3 separate regions of the Mus musculus genome follow, and all the other regions are linked to region 3. Evidence: chromatin contacts called from public capture Hi-C data. All regions are on one chromosome and are shown on one strand. Each heading gives the region's core, a stretch centred on a gene start, on an enhancer-like site or on the middle of the called end of the contact. The rest is flanking DNA. Distances are from core to core; before and after follow the strand shown.

What was found. Capture Hi-C pulls out chosen DNA fragments and counts their contacts.
Region 1: a capture Hi-C map of embryonic stem cells shows a contact between it and region 3, with 2.5 times the contacts expected there. The contact joins the promoter of Col27a1 here to the promoter of Zfp618 in region 3. A contact is called at or near these places in 2 of 484 Hi-C or Micro-C datasets (both in embryonic stem cells), 1 of 115 datasets of contacts at active chromatin or transcription factors (embryonic stem cells) and 1 of 9 other capture datasets (embryonic stem cells).
Region 2: a capture Hi-C map of embryonic stem cells shows a contact between it and region 3, with 2.4 times the contacts expected there. The contact joins the promoter of Ambp here to the promoter of Zfp618 in region 3. A contact is called at or near these places in 3 of 39 promoter capture datasets (cranial neural crest, liver and stem cell-derived epiblast-like cells), 2 of 115 datasets of contacts at active chromatin or transcription factors (bone marrow-derived macrophages and extraembryonic endoderm stem cells) and 3 of 9 other capture datasets (adipose tissue, embryonic stem cells and pancreatic islet).

Annotation. Positions count from the first base shown.
Region 1 is chr4:63,213,576-63,218,248 of GRCm38.p6, forward strand. It overlaps Col27a1 (collagen, type XXVII, alpha 1), which reads left to right and starts at 1,837. Exons shown (of 61, transcript NM_025685.3): 1 at 1,837-2,306. The coding sequence starts at 2,251.
Region 2 is chr4:63,150,691-63,155,454 of GRCm38.p6, forward strand. It overlaps Ambp (alpha 1 microglobulin/bikunin precursor), which reads right to left and starts at 3,482. Exons shown (of 10, transcript NM_007443.4): 1 at 3,252-3,482; 2 at 1,894-2,036; 3 at 764-840. The coding sequence starts at 3,365.
Region 3 is chr4:62,962,862-62,967,762 of GRCm38.p6, forward strand. Zfp618 (zinc finger protein 618) reads left to right here and starts at 2,706. Exons shown (of 15, transcript NM_028327.1): 1 at 2,706-2,845. The coding sequence starts at 2,813.

The DNA.
Region 1 (4,673 bases), core at 587-3,086, 250 kb after region 3:
AAGAGAGATACCCAACACTTAAATGCAATGCCTTTAAAAGCCTCTAAGGCAAAAAATAAAAAAGAAGGAAAAAAAAAAAAAAAACAACCCATGAACGAAATACCAAAAAAATGTAAATAAAGACAGGATGTGCCTGGCACAAAGTATGCAGCTCAGAAACACACAGCAGCTGTGATTGGGCAGGGAATACTTTACCTTCGAAGCTGTGAACTTAGGAAAATTCGAGAAAGACCCGCGGCCCTTTCTCAGGCACAGACACGGGCAATCAGTGCAGAGCATCGGGTGTTCTTGTGAAGGAAGGTGAAGCACTCAGACTGGAGGCGGGGGGGGGGGGGGTGCGCGGGGGGCCCCAGCAGCCCCGGGTGCTCTGCCCCCTGCAGGATGCCTCGTACAGCTCGGCGGAGCCCTCCCCCACTCCGACTTGGGACTTTTCCGAAAGTTTGCTGAAACCAGACACCTTGCTTGACGGTGCCCGCGTGCAGCCTCGATTTAAAAGGCCGCCTTCAGCGCCCCCCTCTCCGCCCCCAGCGGAGACTTCAAAAGGGCCGGCGTCTGTCGCGGCCTCAGCACCTATGAGCCACCCCCCGCACCCGGAGCTCGAGCTGGAGCCGGAGCACGCGGAGTGGCCGCGGCTGCAGCGCAGGGGGACCGGGCCGGTGGCGCAGGCCCGCGCTCCCATGCTCCTCCCGGCGCCGTCGCGCCCTGTGCGCCTTTAGGGAAGGGGACTGCACCCCCGCCCCCGCGCCCGGGGCTGCGGGGACCCATGACCACAGATGCCGTTAGGCACCCGCCTAAGAACCGACCGGCCAGCGTCACACTTGGGGACCCAGTAAGTGCCCTGGGACTCACGGAGCTCTGGGCGTTTGGAGTGCGCAAAGGTGGATGCATGTGCAATAGAGGGTGCAGGTCCTGTATGCACGCCTGTGGTTGCCATTCGCAGAGGGTCGTGTGCAAGCGGGGAGTGTGCACTCGGGGAGCTGCATGGACTGTGCATGTGGGAGTGTGTGCGCTGTGCATGTGCATTTTGTGCGGGTGTGAGCACTCGGGTGGCTGCCTCTGGGAGCGTAGCGTCTGAGATCGCCAGGAATCCAGACATCCAAAGGTGTTTCGCGGAAGTTCAGTACAGTGCGTGGCTGTGTCTGCGTGTGAATGAGTGTGAGTGTTTGGAGTGTGCCTGCGGGAGTGTGTGTGCGGGAGTGTGGTATGAATCGCCTTGTAGAGGCCAGAAGCTAGAGATTTAGTCTCAGGGCTGAGCCGTGCTCGTGAGTTTGAGAATCTGCCTGGGTGTCAGAGGGTGCCGCGTGGGATTCCGGGGAGTCTCTGGTCGGAGAAAATGCAGAAAGGCCGAACACATTCAGCACGCTTACCCACAGCGGTCTTCCACGGAGCTCTAGGGTGCAAGAGTTTCTGCTAAGAGTTGGGAGTTAAGACAGATGGTTGTCGTGGAAATGTAGATGCCAAGTCAAGGTCCCAACTGTGTTTCTGCATCTCTAGGATCCTCTCAGGAGTAGAATTTTCCCCCTTCCTCCCCCACCGCCCGCTATCGAGGATCCTTAGTGTCATTAATCGTAAATTCCTAATCTCAATTGTGATAGATCCATGAGTAGCCAGGAGGAGGTTCTTTTTCATGAGTCTGTTTTGAGATCTGGGGGTGGGATGTCCCCCTCAGGATGGATAGGTGGACGGTCGCGCGAGGCAACCGATGCTGCATCCCTTGCTGCGTCCGGCAGGGGGCAGCAGTTGGCAGCAGAGGGCGGCCCGGCGCGGGGAGGAGAAGAAGGTGGAGAGCTGCGGCGGGCCGAGACTTTAAATCGCCTTCATTTCCCCCAAATCCTTCCTTTTCCTCTCCTCCCCCAGGCCGGCGGGGAGGCAGCTTCCACCGCCCTCCGCGCGCGCTCTCCCGGCCTTGCTCTGCCTCCAGAGACCGCTAGCGGCCCGCCTCCAAAAGTTTGATCATCTCTCTCTCCCTGCCTTTTCTTGCTTCTTCCTTTTCGGTGGAAGCAGAAAAAGAGCGAGGCAGGGGCGAGCGCGGCTCCGGCAGTCCTGGGACCATGGGCCTGGCGCGGGCGACCGCCGGGCTGGGGCCGTGCTGTCCGTCTGCTCCGGCGCCCCTGGGCGCAGGACTGGGCTGGGGGTGCGCCGGCAGCGCGCTTTGAGCCGGCCTGGCGCGGCGCGGCGGGGGGCTGGCGGCCCCATGGGGCGCGCCCACACTTGCCCCCCGGGCTCCGCAGCATGAAGTAGGGGCCTGCCATGGGCACGGGATTCGCGCGGGGGGCCCGAGGCACAGCGGCGTCAGGACCCGGGGGGTGAGTACAATCCCAGGGTTGCCCCCGATTCAGCTTCCTGAACCTCGGATGTGCACAAGAGTCTGGGGTTCCCTGCCGCACCAGACGCTCGCAGAGTAACGTCAGCTTCCTGTAGCTTCCCGCCAGGCGGGACGCCAGGGGTTAACAGGGGCTGTGCACCCCAGGCCGAGCTCTTTTGAGACTAGGACCAGCAAGGGAGGGTCCGCGCAGAGCCAGACCAGCGATCCCAAGAGGGGTCTAGTGGCAGTGCTCAGAGTGGCAGGCAGGGGGCAGGGGCCGGAGGAGGGAGTCTCGGTGTCTGCAGGTCGCGGGCTTGCATGGCTTTAGTTCCACTGTCCTGTGAATCAAGTTTGTCGGTCGTCAGGTCCGGGTGTCTGTTCCTGGCTCGGCCTCGGGTTCTGCACGTTCCTGCATTTCCTAACCTCTCTGCCTGTGTGAATGTGTCTTCTTGGGTCTGCGTACCTCAAACTTCCCAGCTTCTCCCGGGAAGCCTGCAGTTCCTGTCCCTCTCCTGAGTAAGCAAGGGGTGAGAGCCAGCTTGTGGGAGCGGAAAGGCCCTGGGAGATCACCAAGTCCAACCTCCTTGTACAGATGAGGGAACCGTGGCCAGAGAGGGGCCGGGAATCTCCAGGGCGGGGCCCCCGCACACAGGGGCACCCCACAGTTGGGATTCCCAGCTTGTGCAGAAGTTGTAAGAGTGAGGGATTCAGTCACTATGTGTGGGTGTGTGTGGGAGAACGCGGTCCAGAGGGGCCCTGTGGACTATATCTCAGGCACAAGGCTTGCCTTTCCATCTTGCTGGTACTCTAGGGCTCCCAGAAGAGGTTGGCCAGAGTTATAGTACCGCCCACCCTCTCAAGAAACGCCCCTTTGAGCTGGAGCCAGGGTGATGAGGCGCCCCCCTTCTTTTCCATGTCTTGGAAAAAGCTGGCTGTTTGAGATTCCCCCACACCCCCCACCACACGCATTCGTATACACAGGGCACTAGTGAGCACATTGGTGACTCATTTTCTCCGGGAGACCCTGTGCCAGGGCAGATGCCAGCGGTTGGGCAGTGTGGTGGTGCCAAAGAGCACCCCCTGCCTCAACGGGGCCAAAGTTTGAGGAAGGCAAGCAGTACCAAAGCCTGCCTGCCCTTCTGGCCGTACATCCTCAAGCATCTACCCACCTCGGCTTCTTTGCCCTACCCTGGCTCCTTCTTGCCCTTCCTTGCTTCTACATTGAGAAGTCCTCCCTCCTGGGCAACCATATGCCCTGTTGCTCTTGGGTGAACACTGGGCTCTGGGATCTTCGTTGAAGTAGCCTATAATCCATGCCTTCCCTTGTCTCTGCTTGTAGCCCAACATACTCCCCTGATATCTTGTTGGCAGTTTCTTTTTTCTGATCTCAGTGCCCAGGGACCTTCTAAATGTCTCCATGGTCTGGCCTGGTCTGACATGCAGAGGAGCCAGTTCTGGGCTCACTCACTTCAGTGGAAAGCAGACTTTGGAGCAGAGCATAGGAACCTAGCAACAGGCAGCTTGAATTCAAGTCCTCTATACTGGAGTGTGTGCTTGGCCAGGCCTGCCACCTCTCTGCTTCTCCTTTTTACATCACCAAGGTGAGCTCCAGCCCTCCCAGCTGGCAAGCATTTGTGAAAGTTAAAGAAGCGTGCCCAGGAAGCGTAGAGTAAATGTTCAGTAAACCACAGCTGCTATTTGTATCAGTGCTTGCTGCTTTGTGAATGAGTGTGAGTCAATGGGAAAGTTCTGGACCGTATCCTGTCCAGACAGATGACCTATGTGTGTGTGTGTGTGTGTGTGTGTGTGTGTGTGTTCCCATGGAGGAGGTGGAAGGTGTGGAGAAGGACCTGGGTGTGGCTGTCTTGGGTACACAGGGTCTGATGAGGCCACAGAGGCAGGTGGGACGGGGACAGACTCACGCCCTTCCCAGCCAGCCCTGGCATCACTCAGTCTGTGGTAGAGCAACTGGGGACAGCATCCACACATCTGCCATCCTCCGAGGTTCCTATGTCTTCTGGGCTTGGGGGGACCTTGGGCCTCCCTGAATGCTGAATCTGGGGTGGATTTCTGAGTCTCCAGTGTTTCCAGGAAACCAGTAGGAAGGGAAAGCCACACAGATAGAAGGCAGCTTCTAGCTGAGTCTCTGAACAGGAACAACCCTGGCTACTCCCTGGAGGGTTACATGGTCAGAAGAAGTTGTGTCCTTCGTGGCTCACATCTGGGAGCTGTCCTTATGAATTGATCTTTCAGATACCTTGGAGCCCCTCCATAGCCAAGCCAAGGTCTGTGAAGCTGTAATGAAAACAGAAGCCAGGGAGAGCAAAGCCTGCCCGCGAGCCGGTGAAGCCACCAGCATTATTAACAG
Region 2 (4,764 bases), core at 2,232-4,731, 190 kb after region 3:
CCCTGGTGCCTGCCCTCTCTTTTTTCCTACCTTCCTCTTCTCATTCCTCTCTTCCTTCCTCCCACCCTTCTGTTCTCCTCCTCTCTTGCCCACTAACTCTCCTCCCCCTCCCCAGTTCCTGTTCTTTTCTCCCTCTTTTATTTAAAAGCAGAGTCTAATTTAGCTCAGTCTGGCCTTTTAGCTTGCTATGTAGCCAGGGACGACTTTGAACTTCTGACCCTTCTCCCTCCAACTCATTGCTGAGAATATTAGCATAAACCACCATGGCCAGCTTTCCTTTCTTCCTTCTTCTTTCCCATCTGTCTGTCTTTCCTTCCTTCTGTTCTCCCTCCATCACTCCCTCCACCTGTCTTTCAGATGACCCATGAACTCATCTGCCCGTTCATTTGCTTACTATTGCGCATGCACTCAATCTCTCCCGTGCTCACCGTCCACGGCGTGCATCCCACACACAATGATTTGGCACACACAGCACAGTTAACAGACAGTTGCTAAATCTCTGAGTAAATTTGGGCCCATATCCCTCTGCCACAAAACACAAGCATGGGGCTGTGGGGTGGGGAGCCGTTGATGTCATCCTTGGCATTCTGCACCTCTCCCAGTTCTGGTCATATGGTGACTGGGGGGCTGTGGGTGCCAAGATGGCAGTGATGCAATTGGGGGAAGGATGGATGACTACTTAGATAAATGGGAAGGAAGGCTGCAAGGGTGGAGCGGGGAGAGAAAGGGGAAGGAAGAGACAGTGGTGTGTCCTCTCACTTACTGGATTTGTGGTAGAGGAACTTTCCATCGATGTCCGTCTTCTGGTACGCCCCAGTGATCTCCTCACAGACACCTCTCCTGGCAATCATAAAGCCAAAATTTCCAAATATCTTGCTTCATTGTCATCCTAGCCCTTGGAAATCCCTCTTTTGTACATGAGGAGCAGGGAAAGGGGACAGGTTCATGTGTCCTGGCAGTAACGCCATGGTTGTCATTGCTGCACATTACCCTGGTGGCAGTGATGAACTGGTGTTCAGCTTTCATTCACTGTCTAATGTCCCTATCCAGGACATGGAGATCACACATCACTGACCCTCGTGGTTGTCATAGGGATCTCTCAGCACTTCCTATGGGTCAGGGGTACGCTGTAGAATTCTCTTACTCTTACACAACCACTCCTTGTCCTGTGAACAACACTTGTGCCATATGCTGGGGACACAAAGGAAAGTCTCAAAGGCCTGTGCTTGCATGGGGCTTGTAGTGATGTGAGACAGGAAGTCCATCCAGGGCCAGACACACACGCTGTATTGAGCAGTATGTAGAAGAAATGGCATGGAAACAGTATGTCCAGGACTCACATACTTATATATAATAAATAAATAAATAAATCTTGAAAAAAGTCTTTGTGGTTGCTAGGTGAAGACTGGATCAAAGGGGAAGACTGGGGTTGAAGGTGGGAAGGAAAGTAGATGGGTTGCAGGAGACAGGGAGGGAGGGAGGGAGGGAGGGAGGGAGGAAGGGATGGATGGATGGGCAGATGGAGGGATGGAGGCATGGATCACAGTGGCAGCAGTGGAGAGAGGACAGGTGGGAGAGGGGGAGAACATGATAGACTGCACAGCATCAGGGAGGAATGGACAGAGTCTACACTTCACCCTAGACCCACTGGCCTGAGGCTCTCCAGCTAGGTCCTTGGGGTAGTTGTTCCTTTCCTCAGCCAAGGGAGGAATACGCAAGATGGGGGAAGTTGCACAGGAAGCCTAGTGCTGGAGACACAGTCCTTGAGAGGCTCATGAGACATCTGCTGAGGACAGCCATGAACCTGAGGCTCAGAAGCAAGGTCCTAGCTGAGGGTCCCAGGACAAGATGGGGGTACCAGGGAGCCTGGTCATTCCTGTGCCCCCCACTCACCGCCATCGAGTACTGGTCATGCTGATCTCTGTTTCTGTCGCCCCCTCCTGCAGCACCAGCGTGCTCACGCTCATCTTGTCCTTAATGCGGCTCAGCCACGGGCAGGTGGATCCCACCGCCAGGTTGTACCATTTTCCATAGATCTAGGAAGAGCCACAAATCTGGATTTAACCAAGCCCTTGAGGAGATGTGTCCACATTTCCCCTCCTTCCTCCAAGGACCAGCCCTTTAAGGGACAGTGTCTCAAGGTGACAGTGGAGTTCCAGGTACAGCATATTTAGGGCAGAGGTGTGCAGAGTCCCCCTTCCTTACACAAGGTCTGCTCCACAGAAGTAAAGTGTCTGAGATGCCCCTGTGAGTAGGTAGAGTCCAGGTTGCATATTCTGAGGTCACCAGCTATCGCTGCCTTGGAAAATGAAGCTTGGGTTTTACACCTTTCATGGCAGTGTCTGCCACCTTGTGAGGCAGCCAGCGGAAGTGCCATGGAGACCCTACAAACCTGGTGGGACCTTCTGGGACCAGTCAACCACCTCTTCCTCTTGACAGCAGTCAGATAGAGCTGACCTTCCAGCCCCTGGACCTCCAGCACACCTGTTCCTTGTCCTAAGGTATAGAAAATCACCGGGAGTGTTCTGAAAACCCCTCAGATAGATCATGGAGACAGCGTTGAGGTGGACAGGGTCCCTACACAGACAATTTTATGATTCAGGACAAAGCTGGGGTTGCTTTGTTAAGAAAGAAAGAAAGAAAGAAAGAAAGAAAGAAAGAAAGAAAGAAAGAAAGAAAGAAAGAAAGAAAGGAAGGAAGGAAGGAAGGAAGGAAGGAAGCATGTAACTCTACAACACACACACACGTACATGCAAGGGCATGTGTATGCAAACAAAAATATTTGCACATAGACACATATGCATAGACACATAGTGACATGTCTGCCACAGGCCAAGGTGCCCTTAGACTCACACTTCGTAATTTCCCCAATCCCATCAACCAGTGTCCTACCTCTCTTCCTCACACAATCCCACAAGCCTGTCCACAAAGCTCACAGGTTCATGTCCACCCTATGCCACCTGCCATATGTGGATTCCTCTGGGGACCCATGAGGACAGCGCAGATTTGGAAGGCACTAGGCTTACAGGGGGCCCCAAAGAATGAATGGCAGGTGAGGGAGCTGTATCTTCAGAGAATCTCAGAATAACCTAACAGCCTGGCCAGGAAAGTCTCCTAGAGATTGAGATGCCATCTACAAGATAGGAAAGATGAGTACTCCCAAGACAGGACAGGCAGGCCTTAGCTGGCAAGGCCCAGGAGCATGGGCATACCACCACTGTGATCACCTCTGCCAGAGAGGCCAGCCTTACCCGGGACTCACTGAAGTTCTCCTGAACCTGGATATCTGGCAGTGTTGACGCAGGGTCAGCCCTCGAAGCGAGGCAGGCAGTCAGCAGCAGGAACAGGGTCCTGAGACCCTGCATGGCTCTGTGGTCTTTGGTCTTTGATGTCTCTCTCACAGCTCAGTGTGGGAGCAGGGATTACTTCCCCGGCAGTGGCAGCTACAAACTGAGGCTGGGGAAGGATCCGGAGGCAAATGATGACCTTGGTGTTTGCTTTGCTCAGCCAAGGCCAATCAGGGTCTTGGGCCAGCTCTAATCGATCCCTACAGCCCAGCCCAGGTCCAACTCTGTGGACAGGAAGCCATGGTTACTGACTCTGAAGGGACGTTGACCAAGCACAATAGAGTTCAGACCCTAGAAAGGTTTCATTAAAGGTCAACTTTCCCCAGGGAGAACAGGGGATGGGGCAGTCAGGCAGTGTCTGGCCTGTCCCTCCAGTTCTTCCCCCAAGATCTCAGAAGATACAGGTAGCCTGGTTCTGGCTTCTTTCTCATATAACAAAACTAAGGCCCAGGGAAGTTGGCTATAGAGCAAAGCATCCTTCCTCCCAAGACTCTCCCTCTGGTCTCCAACCTCTCATAGCCATTAAGATAATCAGGACAGGGAGAGATGCTATCCCTTCACCGAGCCACACTGGTTTCCCACAGTGAAACCATCAGTACCCAGATGAACCCCCAGGCTCACCTCAGAAGCATGTGCAGATGCCTTTCACTGATATAAGTTTTCACTCTCCTGGATTGACAAGACCCACTAGGGCTCCACCGTAAGAAAGGGAACAGAGCCTCCAAAGCCAGGCAGCTTCCTGTGGTCTTCCTGCTGTGTGCGCTTGAAAAGAATGCTGAGCCCTCTGTGCTCATTTCTTCACCAATAAACGCTGTTAACACAAGTACCTGGATCCTAGCTTTGGGGTGAAGGTTGAAGGGGTGAATGCCAACAGGCAACAGCATTGTTCTTAGGGTGTGGTAAGAGTTGAAGGGTCATTGTGACCTCCGTAAGATATATGTTCCTGTCGCTCCAGTTGCTCCAGAACCATCAACAGGATGATACTTTTAGACTAAACCAGTTCAAGGAAGTTTGGAGAGAGGACACACTTTGTATCATTCCTAATGATTTAGGGTTTTTTATAACAGCGCCTAAAGAAGGTAACACAGTAACATTTTGATTTAAAACCTGCAACATTTTTTTTTTTTTGAGACAGTGTCTTATATAGCTCTAGGCTGCCCTTGTACTGGATTTGTAGCCAGCTCTGCCTTGAATATCTGACCCTCCTCATGAGTTCTAGAATTACAGGCATGAACTACAGCTACACCTGGTTTATGCTGGGGGGTGGGGGGTGGGGGTGGGGGGAGTTAAACCTAGGGCTTCCTGCATGTTGGACAAGAGCGCTACCAATTGAGCAACATCCCTAGCCTCTAGATTTATATACTCTAATGGGAGATTTTTAAACCCACATCTGTTTGCATCAGAGCTCCTCCCGTCC
Region 3 (4,901 bases), core at 1,456-3,955:
TCCAGTGGGTCCTAGAGTGCAGCTATCTTGCTCCTGGAGATCCAAAGGCGCTCTCTGTGTTGCACATGTGTCCTGTTTGCTGTGATGCTACACAGTCACTGCGGGTGACTGTGTTGTTTCTGCAGTGGCTTTAGGGAATGTGTGGGTTCAATTATAACCTGGGTTTCTTAAGCTTAGATGGCATTGCCCTTAGCATCCCTTCCAAGGCCTGGGCAAGATAGCGTCAATCAGAACACCTTCTCTGCGTCTCTGACTCCAGGGGGAAGCGTCTTTATACATTGTTGCTGAATATACATTGTTGCTGAATACTGGGGTTGAGGGGGGCTCTCTGTCAAATGCGCTGACAGAATGTTCAGGTCATCTAATCTCTGGGTTATGGAGAGGCAGAAGGTATTTGCAATGATTCTGGAAAGAAAAGGCTGCATAGGACCATGGGATTTCACAGGCTAGAGGTGACAGGCAGTCTAGCACTCCCTTTTGGGAAGATACTTTCTCCGTTCAAATGGACATGTAGGTAAAGTTTTGTTTAGTGGTTATTTTCTGGATCCCTAAAACTATGACTTAAGGACCTGGGAACTCAAACTCCTGCTATCCCCTCTATCTGACGAAGATCCTGCAGGGAGAATCACCAGCCAATCAGGTATAACTTGGAATCATTGCTGTGCTCCTGGAGTGGACCAGGCCCTTCCTCTTTACCTTGTTCAGGTACTACAGTGGTTTGCAAGAGGATGTTTTTAGGGAAGCAGCTGCCGGGACACTTGATGGAAATGTAAACTATCAGTTCCTTACCTCAACAGAATGAAGTAAGAACTCCAGGGTGAGACCAGCCAATCTGGGTGGTTCAAATTTGAGAAGGGCTAGGGCAAGCTCTTCTTGACAGTTTATCTGCCCCCCCTCCCATATATATACAGTAACTGCTCAGTGAACAGTTACTGTACCCCCCTTTCCTGACTCTCAAAGAAGGGCTTTTCTCTTGATAACCATCCCACTGCGTTGATCTCCTTCCTTACCATTCCAGGGAATCCTATCAGCCTTAGCTTGGGCAGAGGAGCAGGCCTGGCCAGGAGGCAGATACTCTGAAAACAGTTTAAGGCTCTAGTATCTAGGAGGAGGTGAGGCAAGCAGGCAGAGCTTTGCCAGGCTTGCCCAACTGCCAGCTCTGCTTCCCACTTGATCCACACGGGCCTTGGAAGATGCTGCCAGATCTCTTCCAAGAACATACGCGATAAGCAGGGGAAAAAGAAATGGGTACTTTTAAATCTCAAATCAATCACTGACTTTAGAGGTTTCCAGATGTAACTGGAAGATGCTGCTTAACTTCTTATGTATTTACCAGGCTGGGGTTTGAAAAGTGGGGTTCTTCACTGTTTTTCTTCTACGGAGGGCCAAATTCCCACAGACTGATTCTTCCAGGAGAGTGGTGTCTTTAAAAACTAACTTGAAGGAAGAAGAAGGGTTCTAAGGGGACGGACAGTTCTAGAGCCCTTTCTGTTTAGAGGAGTTTGCTCTTTAAACTTTAAAAAGCTCCTACACATGTTTTCTTAAGGTGGAGTCAGAAAAAGCACCCGTTTAACTAGCCTTAATTTCCATAAAACAATCCTATCCTTATTTTTTTTTTCTCAAGGGAAGGGTAAGGAAACACATTGGTTCCTTTCTCATCTGATACATGGCAATTCTTCAACTTCTTATTCTAAAACTCAACTAGCTGTGGGAGAAGAATCCAGGGGTCTCTCTAGTTTTCATATAGGCCAGGTCTTTCTGATTTATTATTTTTAAGTCTATTTTGGGAGTAGGAGGACAGAAACAAACCCTTAAGTCTTCCTAAGTCATAAAGAGGAAGCTCTCATATAAGAAACATTTTGTATTTTTATAGTTTAGGACTTTTGAAAGAGCAGGCCTCTTTAACCTTTCAGTTCAAGTAAGAGGGATAAGTCAAAATTTTCCTTTTCTAACTGGGGGGGGGGGGGGGGGGAGGGGCTGACCCTTGTTCAACCTTCAACATCTCCTTCCATAGGGTCAGGTTTTGTGTTTTTTTTTTTTTTTTAATACTTTTACTTTTTTTGGCGGGGGAGGGTAAAAAAGTGACTTCACTGACATCAAACAGAAGAGAGGCTCCTCAAATAGTAAATTTATATTCAGACTTGATGGGGGTTAGAGAGGGTCCCCTTGGCCCTCAGTTCTCAAACTTATCTGCGAGGACGGGGAGGGGGGAGCTAGGTATAGCCTAGGCTACCGAATATTCCCAGGAAGCTTTCCAGTTTCGTTCCTCAAAACTTTTATTTAAAAAAAAAATCGATCTGATTTGGGGGGGGGGGAGAGCTTGTGGGGAGGGGAGAGGCGTTCCCATTAACCCCTTCTGTCCCACCAGAGGCCGCTCCCCAAAACTTTTCTGTGCCCCCACCTCCGCCCCACGCGAGCAAATGCCCCGCGCGCGAGGCTGGCGCGGGAAAGTTTGGGGGGCCGCCGGCGGCGCGGGGGACCGGCGGCTTTGTGTGAGGCGTGGGGCGTCGCGGAGGCCCGCGGCGGAGGCCGAGGAGAGGCCGGGGGCCCGCAGCGGCTCGGAGGCCGGCGGGGGCGGTGCGGGGCGCGGTGCAGCGCGGCGGGCGCGGGCCGGCGGGGCGATCTGCGGTCCCCGCGGCGGTCCCCCCCGGCGCCCCCGGCCCCCGCCCCCCGGCCCGCGCGGGGCGGGCGGAGGAGGGAGCGGCAGCAGCGGCGGCGGCGGCGGCGGCGGTGGCAGCGGCATTGTGCGCGCGGCGCAGCCCGGCCCGGGAGGAGCAGGACGCGCCGGGGCCGCCTCCTCCCGCACGGACCGATGAGCCAGCCGGACGGCGCGGCAGCTCCGCAGGTAACGCGGGGCCGGGGCGGGGGCCAGGGCGGGGGCCGCAGCAGCCCCGCGGGATGGCGAGCGCGGGCGCCGGCGGGGGGATCCGGAGTGGGGCCGGGCGGCCGGGGTGCGGGAGCGGCCCCCCGGGACGCTGCGGGGCGCGGGCGACGCGGGGGCGGCGGCCGAGGCTAATGGGGACCCCTCACCCGGCGTCCCCCGCCGCCCCCCGCGGCCCCCAGCTCGGACCGGAGCCCAGAAACAAAGCGGCGAGAGCACGGAGCAGCCATTGCAGTTTGGACAATTCAGATTTTGCGAAAATGCAACCTTCTTCCAGATCTCCCCCTCCCCCGAAATTTGCAATTTCCCCTTGACCCTCTCTGCTCTCATGGTCCTTGGTGACCCCCAGGAGAGCTTTCCTTCCAGGCCCCCAATCTTTGCAACAATCTTTTTTTTTTTTTTTTTTTTTTTTTTAAGGCCATATTTCCTTCTCTCAATTTTTTTTTCTAATTTTTCTTCAAACGGTAGTTTTTTCCCATTAAAACGACGCCACCTAGAGGATACTATTTTGTAAATAAAAAAAAAAAGAAATTAAAATTGAAAAGAAATATTTTTTATTTCTTATTTATTCCAAAGTTTCATCTACAAACTGGTGGATGTGGGAAAGATTCTTTTTTTCTATCTTTTTTGGAGTGAAAATTTTCACTTTGATCATTGAAAGGACATGGAGACAATTTTATTTCTGAAGCCAAATCCAGATAATATGTAAATGAAAATTAAGCTGGAATTTGAATGAATTCAATTCTTGAAGGGGAGAAAGCAAAAATACCTCCTAAAAGCAAAGGCAGTTTAGGTACCTAAGTTATTTTAATTTGAGTAAAAAAAAAATAGTAATTGGAATGAGAAAAGGGGGGAAATAGTTCAGTTTAGGGAAAGCTGGGAGAATTGGCTTTATGAAGCAATTAGAAATTGTGTTTCATTATAATTTGCGGCTTGTTTTGCTCCGTAGGCAAAAATGACTAATTTTGCCATTTGGCAGCGTTCAAAGTTTTTCCATTTCCAAGAAAGAAGGATTTAGGAGAGAAAATAGATCCTAAAATGTTGGCTTTGGACACACCCAAAAATTGTAGGTTTAAATTTTTACATTTACATTTTACTGCATTTAACTCCTGAGATTTTAAAGAAAAACAGAAATTGGAAAAGTTAGAGTGAAATCCTGCCGGTCTTTTTTCTGTTTTTTGTTATGTTGTGTGTGTGTATGTGTGTGTTGTGTGTGTTGTGTGTGTGTTTTGCTTTGATGGAATAATTATGACTGTTTCCTGATTTTGTTTGCTGCAAGGTCTAGGCATTTCTTGTTTTGTTGTTGTTTTATCTAGAAAATGTCAGGGACCTTTTCTTGAGCAATATTCAATGGAGAAAAATGTCAATTCATATATTGTGCAAACTGAGTAGCCCACAGAATTGTAGGAGAGGCCGCCATTAAAATAAGATATGCATAATTAACATTATTATGAAAAACTAACAGTGGATTCACAGAAGCCCATTTTTTTTTACGACACACAAGTGAATCAATTGATGGAGATAAGGATTAAAAAAAATCCTTGTTAAAGAGGAGAATTTGTCTTTCTCAATTTTGTTTTCTAGTCCAATTAGAGTATTATCATCAGTTCCTTTTTTAAAAATTCAGGTTGGCTTCAGGTTTCTTTGTGATGTGGGGTTGGATAATTCATTAATATTTTGCATTTTTCAAATTTTTTTTATTGCTGTCAAAAGAGAAGAAATCCATTAGCCTTGATCATTTGAAGATTGTGTGTGTGTGTGTTTTGAAGGGAGGGGATTTGTAACAACAACAGAAAATTCCACAAATTTTACTGACCCAGTAAGAAAAAAAGGTGGGAGAGAGAATGGCAGAGATGAAAATTCTGATTTGAATCCATCTTCCCTGGTAAGAACACTTTGCTGAAGAAATGAACTGAAACACCAACTCAGCTGTTTCTAGCAGGAAAATTTATTATTTTCTTTGAAAGAAAAACTAATCAGAATACACACAAAAGCCAAACCCAGAGATGCTTGCCTTGGG